2 separate regions of the Mus musculus genome follow, and region 2 is linked to region 1. The links are chromatin contacts, called in public ChIA-PET maps. All regions are on one chromosome and are shown on one strand. The core of a region is the stretch at or near the end of the contact, and the rest is flanking DNA. Distances in the headings are between cores, read along the strand shown.

The links. ChIA-PET counts read pairs in DNA pulled down with a chosen protein or histone mark.
Region 2: a contact with region 1 is called in an RNA polymerase II ChIA-PET map of memory CD8 T cells, with 5 read pairs. The contact joins the enhancer-like site here to the promoter of Mxd1 in region 1. A contact is called at or near these places in 4 of 39 promoter capture datasets (the C10 cell line, hematopoietic stem and progenitor cells, hippocampal neurons and 1 more), 2 of 115 datasets of contacts at active chromatin or transcription factors (memory CD8 T cells and microglia) and 2 of 9 other capture datasets (liver and pancreatic islet).

What each region holds. Positions count from the first base shown.
Region 1 is chr6:86,666,539-86,671,478 of GRCm38.p6, forward strand. It overlaps Mxd1 (MAX dimerization protein 1), which reads right to left and starts at 2,621. Exons shown (of 6, transcript NM_010751.3): 1 at 2,398-2,621; 2 at 2,000-2,096. The coding sequence starts at 2,470.
Region 2 is chr6:86,917,006-86,921,945 of GRCm38.p6, forward strand. The region is part of intron 1 of Aak1 (AP2 associated kinase 1); the gene reads left to right. Among named protein-coding and RNA genes, the nearest start is that of Aak1, 70 kb to the left of the region's middle. Within about 2 kb of position 3,041, at least 10 of the 459 cell types and tissues checked have an H3K27ac peak or open chromatin away from gene starts, as enhancers often do. A contact at or near this core is called in memory CD8 T cells, where this site is marked.

The DNA of each region.
Region 1 (4,940 bases), core at 1,371-3,870:
ATATGAGCATGTTACTTTCCCAAGAGTTCTGTGAACTAGGAGCATCTCCCCGCCTTCTCGATTCAGTTAAGATCTTGTGGCCCTGAGCAGAAGGCTGATTGTGACAGACATCCAGCTACTCTCTGATGGCGCTCTCCTCCTCAAGTGAGGGATGAGCCAACAGCCACGGAAGAGATCACACCTACATAAAACTACCTGCTCAGACTTTAATCCTGGACTGAGAGACCCTTACACTACTGACTGCATCACTGGTAGGAAAGTACATGAGCCGCTCTCACAGACCTGTCTCGAGGAATGGGAAGCAAGTCTCTTAGAGAAGGGTTTACAGCTTTTTCAAAACTCAGGAACTAGAGCCACTTTCAGGAGTGCTGTAAGCTAAACACAAGAGAAGGACTCCAGTGCTGGGCTTAGCAGTTTTAGCTCTCATGATCTCTTAATTATCTTCTGGGACCAAGTCACTTCAGCACTGCCTTTCTATTCCCCATTCCTCAGCACCACTAGCGACCTTCCCACAAAGCAGGAAAAACTAGTGTTGAGGTATTAGAGCCTAAGACTGGTAAGGCGGACAATTCCTCCCAACTCACGTGTGGTGATAATAACGGCAAAAGTGGGATACACTAGTACAGAGACAACAGACAGCACACCACGCCTTTGAAGTCCTTCTGTTACAAAGGCAGCAGAGCCTTTTCTGATGCTGCTGTCTGACTCACGTCAGTGTGCGCATGCTCCTTCAAGGCAGCGATGCCTGTGTACAGTGCTGCTGACTACCACCAGGCTATGCTAGATGAGAAGACAAGGAAAACCCACCAGGTAATTACCAGGTCAGGTCCACCCTTCCGGTGCTTTAGTCAGGAGCGTGGCCAAGTGTGCTGCTCAGTCTATGATCACAACACTAAGGACTAGGAACGGGGTGAACCAAGGACAAGGTGGGTGAATCTGAGGCGTGAGTGGGAACCTCCTGGGGTGTAGTGGTCTGTATTAAGCCACAGGGGCTACACATATAGTGCTTGTGGGAGTTACTCATGAGAAGGAGGGATGAGGATTCTAAATTGATGAAAATGTCATTTTAGTTGATAGGCAGAAAGACATAATTGAATAGCTCAAGATACACAGACTCCTACCAACTTGTTAGTGGTTTTGTTTTTGTTTTCTGAGACAGGGTCTCACTGTGTAGCCCTGGCTCACATGGAATTCCCTAGGTAGATCAAGCTGGCCTCCAAATCACAGAGATCCACCTGCCTGAGTGCTCCTGAGAGTTGGGATTAAAGATGTGCACCATCATGCCCAGCTACAACTAGTATTTTAAGAGCAAGGAGGGGGACATAGGGACAGTAACAAAGATGAAATGTTATTGTGGATCAGGGACTGTGAGTTCCCAGCCATTAACTAAACACTGGTGAAATTCACAGCTTTTGAGGGCTATGAGGTAATCTCTGAGGCTAACAGGAAAAGGCTGCAACTTGCTGACATCTTAGTGTAGCATGCATCTTCTCACAGAAGTGGGTTCTACCCTCAATCACTCTGCTCAGCCACCAGGAAGAGAGGTCACAATTGGGTTACCAGGCAAACTACTGCATTTAATGTACACATTAAATATAAATTTCTACCACCTGTGTCAGGCCAGATACTTCATTTATAAAATCTCTATTAACAAGCAAAATCAACTGATACCATGCCACATTTTGAATTAAAGGAAACTCTTGCTTGTAAAGCAGGCAAACACAGTAACCCTGCTGCCAGACCTGCCTGGAGCAGCCACAGAGCTTTGCTTTGTTCAGACGGTAAAAAGCAGAATTAATCTTGCTTTAAAAAGTCACACTGAAATGTTAGACATTCCTATTTTTCTCCTCTGTTTCCTCAACTTAAAAAGAAGGACTGCTTGGCACCATGAACACATTACTGAACCCTCAATGTATCTGTAGGGCTAGAATCCTGTAAGTCAACTAACAATCAGCCTTGGTCATTTTAGCTACAGAGAAGGGGAACATTGAACAGTTACCTGCTACTGGTGCTGTTCTTCTTGGGCTTGTTCCTCCGTTTGAAGGCATCTCTGTCCTTGCTGTATGGCAGCATGGAGGCATACCCATGTTCAGCTTCTAAAAAACCGAGGGGTCCCGTTAATAAGTGGGCCCAGAGCAACTGACACCCTGTCCCCGCGTCCGTCTGTCTGTCGGAGTCCGGGACACCGGGCGGGAGCAGGCAGGCGGAATTCTGAGAACAATGCCTGCTCTTTCCTGGCGTGGACGCCCTCGGTTCGGAGCAGGTGTGGAAGGTTCCAGCTGCTCGCCGCCCCCCGCGCTCGGCTTTGGGGCGCGGGCTCGGGGGTTGGCGCTCGCGGCCGGCCCGCGCCCCAACCACCCCAGCGGCCGCCCGCCCGGCCCGCAGCCCGCCGTGCACCTCTCTCCCGCCGCTCCAGGTAGTCGGCCGCCTCCAGCAGCAGCTGGATGTTCATCCCGACGGCTGTCGCCATCCTGCACCCGGCGGGCCGCCTCTCCGTGCCCGCGGGCCACCGGCCGGGAACACCGAGGAGCCGCCGCGCTGGCCAGCCAGGAGGGGCAGCGATGGGACAGCACGGAGACAGGAGCCCAGCCGCCACCGCCGAGTGTTTATCCCGACTCGCCGCCGCCCGCCCCCGGCCCCGTCCCTTGACAGGCCCGCGGCGGCGGCGTGCCTCATTGGGCCGCCCGCGGCCCGGCCCGCCCCCGGCCCTCCGCGATTGGGGAAGTGCCCGCGGCCCCGCCCCAGAAGCCCGCTTCCCCCGCCGGTTGGCCGGGCTTGACAAGGCCCGGGCTCCGCCCCCCACGCCCCATTGGCTGCAGGACTCGCAACTCCGCCTCGTGCTTCAGCCTGCCTCCCATTGGCTCTACGCCGATAGCCGGGCCCCCTTGGGCTCTCCGGGTATTGGGCAAGTACAGTATAGGGAATGCCGCTGCGCCCGCGCCTCATTGGCCTAATCCTCGGAAACCTCCCGGCTACGATGACGTCACCTCTCTGCCCAAGCAGCGGCCCACTCCCGTGCTGCTGATTGGCTACAAGGCAGGAGGGCAGGGCGGGTCCCCGCCCACTGGCCGCCGACCTGTTGCCCACTGTCTCCGGGGAGAACTTCAGGCCTAGCTGGGGACCTCAGCAGATGGTGGCACCTAGCTCCCACCCCAGGGGTTGGGGGAAAACAGCCGGCTCCCGTATACCACACTCGCACCGAGTGACCTGGTGCATAGAGTAAGGCTGAACCCGAGGCCATCCCTTCCATCCCAGAGGAAAACACTTCAGAGCAGGCCTCTCCCCAAGGCCACCAGCACCCACAGGAAAGCTCACTTTGTAAACACAGGTCCTTGAGCATCGCGACTTTTGAAATGAGAGCTTATTCGAGACTTACAGTGTAATGTCAACATATTCAATTTAAATGGCAGGAATAAAGCTAATGGGTAAGAAGTCTGAAAACTGAAATGAGCAGGGGAGTTTAAAATGAAACGTATGAGTGTTGTCAGTATACAGTTTTAGCTTTCTCTGTATGCATATGTCAGGTAATCCACCTAGAGGGTTCCCATCCCTCAGGACAACCTGTGAGGGTTGTCATCCTTAGTTACATTTGCACATGAAGAAAGAGGCTCAGAGACAAATAACGTTCCTGTTTCCCCTTGGCTTGGAGAAAGACCTGAACCCCTGTAATCTCATCCACAACTGCCCAGGCAATCCTCTGACTTATAGTTATACAAAAACAAGACGAAACAAAACAAAACGATCCCAACAACAATAACAACAACAAAATGGCAGGTATCCAGAACTGCAGACAGCCACAGAACTAAATTCAAACCGCCATTACACACAACAGATTTGGGTGCGATGGAGAGGCCATGTTCCTGGTATGTTCAAGGATCCAATCAAGGGCTCTATGCTGACACACACACTGAAGGCAGTTTTTCATGAGGACATGGAACTTGGAAATGAGAATGTGGAAAAGAACCACTTGGAATATTTTAAAATTGTATGCTGTTTGTTAAATAAGGTTAAAAATTAAAGTATCATATGCAACTATTAAAGTAACCAACTTAATATTCATAAAATGCTTTGTTTCAGCCATTTTAACATCTTGGGTTCCACACTTTCATATTTCCTCCCAAGTTTACTGTGAATATATAACATCTTTTCAGTCTTCTCTTTCTGCTCTCAGCAACTTATTTCAATCCAGTCCTATTTCAGGATCATAATTCTACCCCTACAGTCACTCTAACGGAAAAGCCACACATTTCTTTTTAAAGGGGTGGTCAGCGTTTGAAACCCAAGCCAGAGAGACTATTTAAAGCAAGTAAGTTAAGCACAAACACGTCTAAATTCAACTCCAAACAAAAATACTCAATCACATAAACACCAGAGAGACTAAGAAATATGGCAATCTCCTTTCTTGGTGGCAAGAATAGGATTGCTTACACCAACTAGGACTTGCAGTTAGGAACAGAGTATCTAGCGCCATCTACTGGCAGTGAAGCAGTAAGTGGAAAACAAAGGGTGAACCAGCTCAGTCCTCTCCTATAACCCAACATGGTCAGTCACTATGGAAGCATGAACTGCTAAGTAGGCCTTGCCTCCCAAACATGAGAGTTCTAAAATGTGTGGGCCCCAGCTCTACGCCAATAGTTTAATACAAATGATGCATGTGATAGCACAAGAAAGGTGCTTTTCAGCATGCAAGATAAAACTAGGAACTGAGTAGTTAAATGGAGAAACCCAACTGTATGTATGACATGGTTGTCTATCTAGTCACTCAGTCCCACAGTCTGGCTCCCGGCCTCCCATGGCTCCAGCTGGGTGGAGGTCATTGCCAATGCTGAGCTCATCTCATATGGGACCCAAGGGGCTGCTTTGTAGAGCACCTCAGAACTTCATCCTCCACAGCACTCAACTGCCTGAAAGGCCTAGGCTGTGGGAATTAAAACTCTCTT
Region 2 (4,940 bases), core at 1,791-4,290, 250 kb after region 1:
ATCATACTTAGCTGCTGGTAAGCCAGGCTAGTTTATTTTGGATCCTCACACAGAATTCTTTGATTTCTTCAGCTCTTCTTTTTTTGTTCTAAGCAGGCAGGTGCCTTTGGTAAAGGTGGTATTAGAGGAGGAATTTTTTTCAACCCCCTAAGGGAGCTTCCTGAACTGGAGATGTTCCTTGACCACTGCAGGCCTACAGAGGAAGAGGCATTTTGTTTCCATCGATCCTGTAGTTTGCCTGGGCTGTTGCTTGGTTGGGTTCTGAACCCCTGACAGTCTTGCCATTCTCTGGCCCCGTGCCCACAGCCCTGCTGGGAAGAGGGAGTTGAATACCTCAAGTGTCCCCATCTGGGTGTTCTTTCTGCTTGGGGAAAAGACTGCTTTGATATGTTCCCCAGAAGGACCTAGCACATGGTGATTTCAGGCTGAGGCGAGAGAGACTGACTTTAGAAAAACAAGCCCAAGTCTCCCCTGCAGTCAGTGCAGGCACTCACGTCACTGACCTTTTCTCCTGGGCGGGCTTTGCTGTGCTCTTGCCATCTGTTCTACAGCTTTAAAAATCATCACTCCTTCTTTGGAAACTTCTGGCAAAGTTGTCTTCAGTGTGAGTCAAGTGTGGATGGTGTTTGTTAGCTTCTTGGTCATCCCTGTGTGGGCTCAGAAACCCTGTGGACAGAACATGAAGTATGCTTGCCTAGAGGACTCTGCCACGATGGGTAACGGTTAGGTGGGGTTTTTAATACAGGGCTTCCTACCTCTCACACTCTTAGGAAGACAGAAGCATGACAGGGTATGTAGCTCAGTCTTAATCTGGAGCCCAACTTGATTAGGATTTAGGAGACTTTCCCCTCCTTTTAGCCTATTTGTCCTCCCAACCAATATTTTATCTATCTATCTATCTATCTATCTATCTATCTATCTATCTATCTATCTATCTATCTATCTATCTATCTATCTTTGCCTAGCATCTTTTGTAGAACTCTTACATAGGGAAAGGTTGAGCTGCTTTGCTTGACGCTAGGAAGGATGCTGTGTGCATCCAGTCAGATTTCCCTTCCCATGTCCACTGTAGAACCTCAGCATAAAACATTGACCTTGATCTCCATGTCTGCAGTTAAGGGAATGGAGGCCAGAGAAACAGTGGTGGGCCAGGCCACCCTTTCATAAGCCCTCAGCTGATGCACTTCCACCTCGGCTAGGTCTCCCCTCCTGACTCTTTCAAAGACTCCTATTTCCTGATTCTCTCTTGGGTAATTCAAAGAGGAGCTGCACCCACCAAGCACACTCACGATGTTTGCTGCTATTTAAAGGGAGGCATGCTTGCATTGAGAGCCAAGAGTACCGAATGGGCCTGCAGGACCCATTCCTCCTTTTGGAATCCCTGTTCCTTTGACCTTTGTCTTGTTGATCTTAAGCAGGTAAATGCCATTCTCAAAGGTGTAGATAGGATCTGGGTTAGAAAGGTAGGTTTCTTTTTATGTGCAAAAAATAAGCTGGTGCCATATGTCAGATTTTTATTGCCTAGAATTTTGGCCCTGCTTAAAAATAACAGCAAAACCTCTTTGGCAGCCACTCAAAAAACCCTGTCTGAAAGTCAGGATGGGCGTCTGTCCAGCTTCTCAGTTCACACTTCTCATGCCTGCCCGGTTGCACCCAGCATTGCTCAGATAACCTCAGGGCTCTCTGTCTGTTACCTTTCCTCCCTGAGTGCAGGTCACTGCAGTAGGATATCCTAGGCTGCTGCCACCTTCCATGATTCCGTGTCTGATGAAGTGGCAGTAGAGGTCCTGCCTCCACTGCAGTACTGTTTATGGGTGTCGACTGTCAGGATGAAGTCCCAGGAAGATTTTCTTTGTTGTCTTTGAAAAGTTTCTCTTTGACATTGTGATCTTTTGTTGGTATGAGCACTGAGAGATTTTGCTCCAAGATTATATAATTTTCCCAGCCACGTGGAGAGACTGTAATCCATGCCCTGTGTACTTCACTGGCCTTACAAACACAGAAGCAGGGCCATCAGTTCTGTCCTAGCTTGTATCAGACGGATGCCTGTATTACAAATTCTCATTACCAGCAGAGAGCTAGACACTTTTGGTGTCTTTATGTATTTGAGAAGTAGAGGACCTCGTTGTGTCATTAATTTCTTTAGCACCTCCTTGAATCTGTGCTGATTGAAGCCTTTCTCAGGAAAGTATTAGGAAAGCAACTCATGTTAGGGCTTTCAGTGATATAGGATATGTTAGAAAATGCAAATGAAAATCACAGTCAGATGAGGACACATGAAAATGAATAGCTACAATGAAAAGATCTGTAACCATGGGCTGAGGAGGACATGGAATTAAAACTTCCATATGGCTGATAATCACTGTGAGGGACCATTAGGGTGGTTAAACTTGTCATGTGGCTGAGGAATGACTACGTATATGAAAAAGGCCTTCCTTCTGTACAGATGTTTAATTTATAATAGCACAAAGCTAGAGACATTTGCATGTCCTTCCATAGTGGATGGGTAAACTATGGGCGTCTGTACAATGAAACAGTTGAAAAAAAAAAAAGCCCAAAATTGCTGATACCTGTAACAATGAGACTGAATCTAGAAATATGCAGTAGGAAAGAAGCCAGGCATGAGAGTCTAAGCTGTGTGATTCTATTTAGGCCAAGCAAAGCTCAGGTACAGAGAAACTAGAGCTCACATTGCAGGGTTTGAGGAAGAAGAGGAAAGAACGATCTGCAGAAGCCGCTCCCTGTTGTGATGGTTGTGGGAGTGCATGATGCTGTAAGGCCATTGTGATGTGTGTACAGTTGGTTTACAAAGAAAACCACAAATAGATGAGGGGTCTTGTGGAATTTCTTGCTAATTACCTCTGTGTTCTTGAATGGAGAACTTAATCCTTCTTTGTCTATTTTATGTAGGGGGAAATAGCCACATGGAAATTCTGGGTCTTTTCTGGCAAGAACTTGCTAACCAATATATACTCATGTATTGGAGTTTGCTTACAAGTATTCTTTTAAGGTTTGGAACATTTACTATGTTGTTTCCTGTCTCTGCATATCAGTAAGATGAAGGGTTTAGATTAGATCAGAGGCAGAATACTGGAAGCTCAGAGTCTGTAAAGTGTTTAGCTTCTGTAGTGATGTTATTTACCGTTAATATAAAATGTGACTTATTGCTTATGTTTAAATCTAGAGTTTTCAAATAAAATTTGGGTTTCCATTTTAGGTTTTTTAAATTTTTCTTTTCTCATTCATTCATTCATTCATTCATTCATTGACTCATTCATTTTGGGGAGGGACATGTGGAAGTCAGAGGACAACTGTAGGAATCAGCTCTTTCCTTCCTTTTTGTAGGTGACAGCGATTGTACTCATTTGGTCAGGCTTAGTTTTGGATACCTTTACCAGCTGAGCCATCTCTGGCCCTGTATCTCCTCACCTTTAGAAATTAACATTGCTGATTGGAGTGGTGGTAGTGGTGGTGGGGATGGGAGTAGCTCACTTGGTACAGTGCTTCCTGTGTAAACATGAAGATCAGAGTTAAATCCCCAGCTCCCATATAAAAATCCAGGCATGGTGGGGCATGCTTGTAATCCCAGCATTAGGGAAGGAAAGATGGTAGGGTTCTGGGGGCCCCGTGGGCCAGATTTAGCCTAGTTGGCAAACTCCACCCAGTGAGAGACCCTGTGTTACAAAGCAAGGCAAGCAGCTCCTGCAGAACCACATCTAAGATTGCCTCTGGTTCCCACATGCACATGCGTGGACATTATCCATGTGCCTGCATGCGATGGCAGCCCTCACAGCCATTTGTACTTCGTTTTCCATGATCTCTGCCACACTTTTCTACTCTCTATGGTAAAAATTAAGAGGGAAATGAATTCAGTATTGAATTTTCACTATGTGGTAAGCATTGTTTTAAGGTGAGATGATCTGGTGGGTGGAGGAACCGACCACATAGACACAGTACTAAACTCACAATGAGTTACAAATAGTAACTTCTGTTCTGGTCAAAAATTAAAAACGAAAGTGGCTGCCAGGCAGTGGTGGTACAAGCCTTTAATCCCAGTACTGGGGAAACAGAGGCACATGGGTCTCTGTGAGTTTAAGGCCAGCATGGTCTAAAGAGCAAGTTCCAAGAAAGCCAGGGCTACACAGAGAAACCCTGTCTCAAAAACAAACAAACCAATAACAAACAAACAAACAAAAAACCAAAACTGGGTGTTATATTTCACACATATAAACCCCAGAACTCAGAAGGCTGAGGCAGGAGGATTACTATGAGTTTGAAGCCTGCCTGGGCTACAAGAGGAATTTTGGGTCAGACTAGACTAGAGTGAGTAGCCTGCTTCAACAAATAACTAGAAATTGAGGACAAGAAAGGTACAATGTTGGGAGATATGAAAGAAGTATATTATATGATGTGTGGTTGTGCCATAGTGAAACTCACTCTTCTGTAAGTTAATATAGATTGATATAAAAAATAGACCAGAGTGCTGTATATTTGAGGGAAAATAGAAGACTATATGATTCTTTTTGTAAATTACATCAATGCCCACATTCTTAAGAGTTTGTCAAGTGTGACAGTATGAAAGTTACCCTCCTGCCTCTTCTGCTTTACTTCACAGATGGAGCCCCTTTCCCTTGGGAAGTAAGAGCAGCACAGGCCACATGCGTTCTTACTCTGTCTGAAGCATCCTCAGTTGGCTTTGGAGACTGAGAGTTGTTCCCCTGATCCATTGGGGAGGGGGGAGGGGGCCGTGCTGGGGAAGTGCTGCCTGCTACCTTTCCTTCTCGCCTAGTAGTTCACTCCATTTGTTCCACAGTGCACTGTGAGTGGCTGTCACTGTTAGAATGACAAATCTTACTAGGTTTTGATTTTGATCTTATAGTTGATTCTTTTCCATTTACACATGGACCCTTTTATAGGCATAGGTGCTTAATAGTATGGCT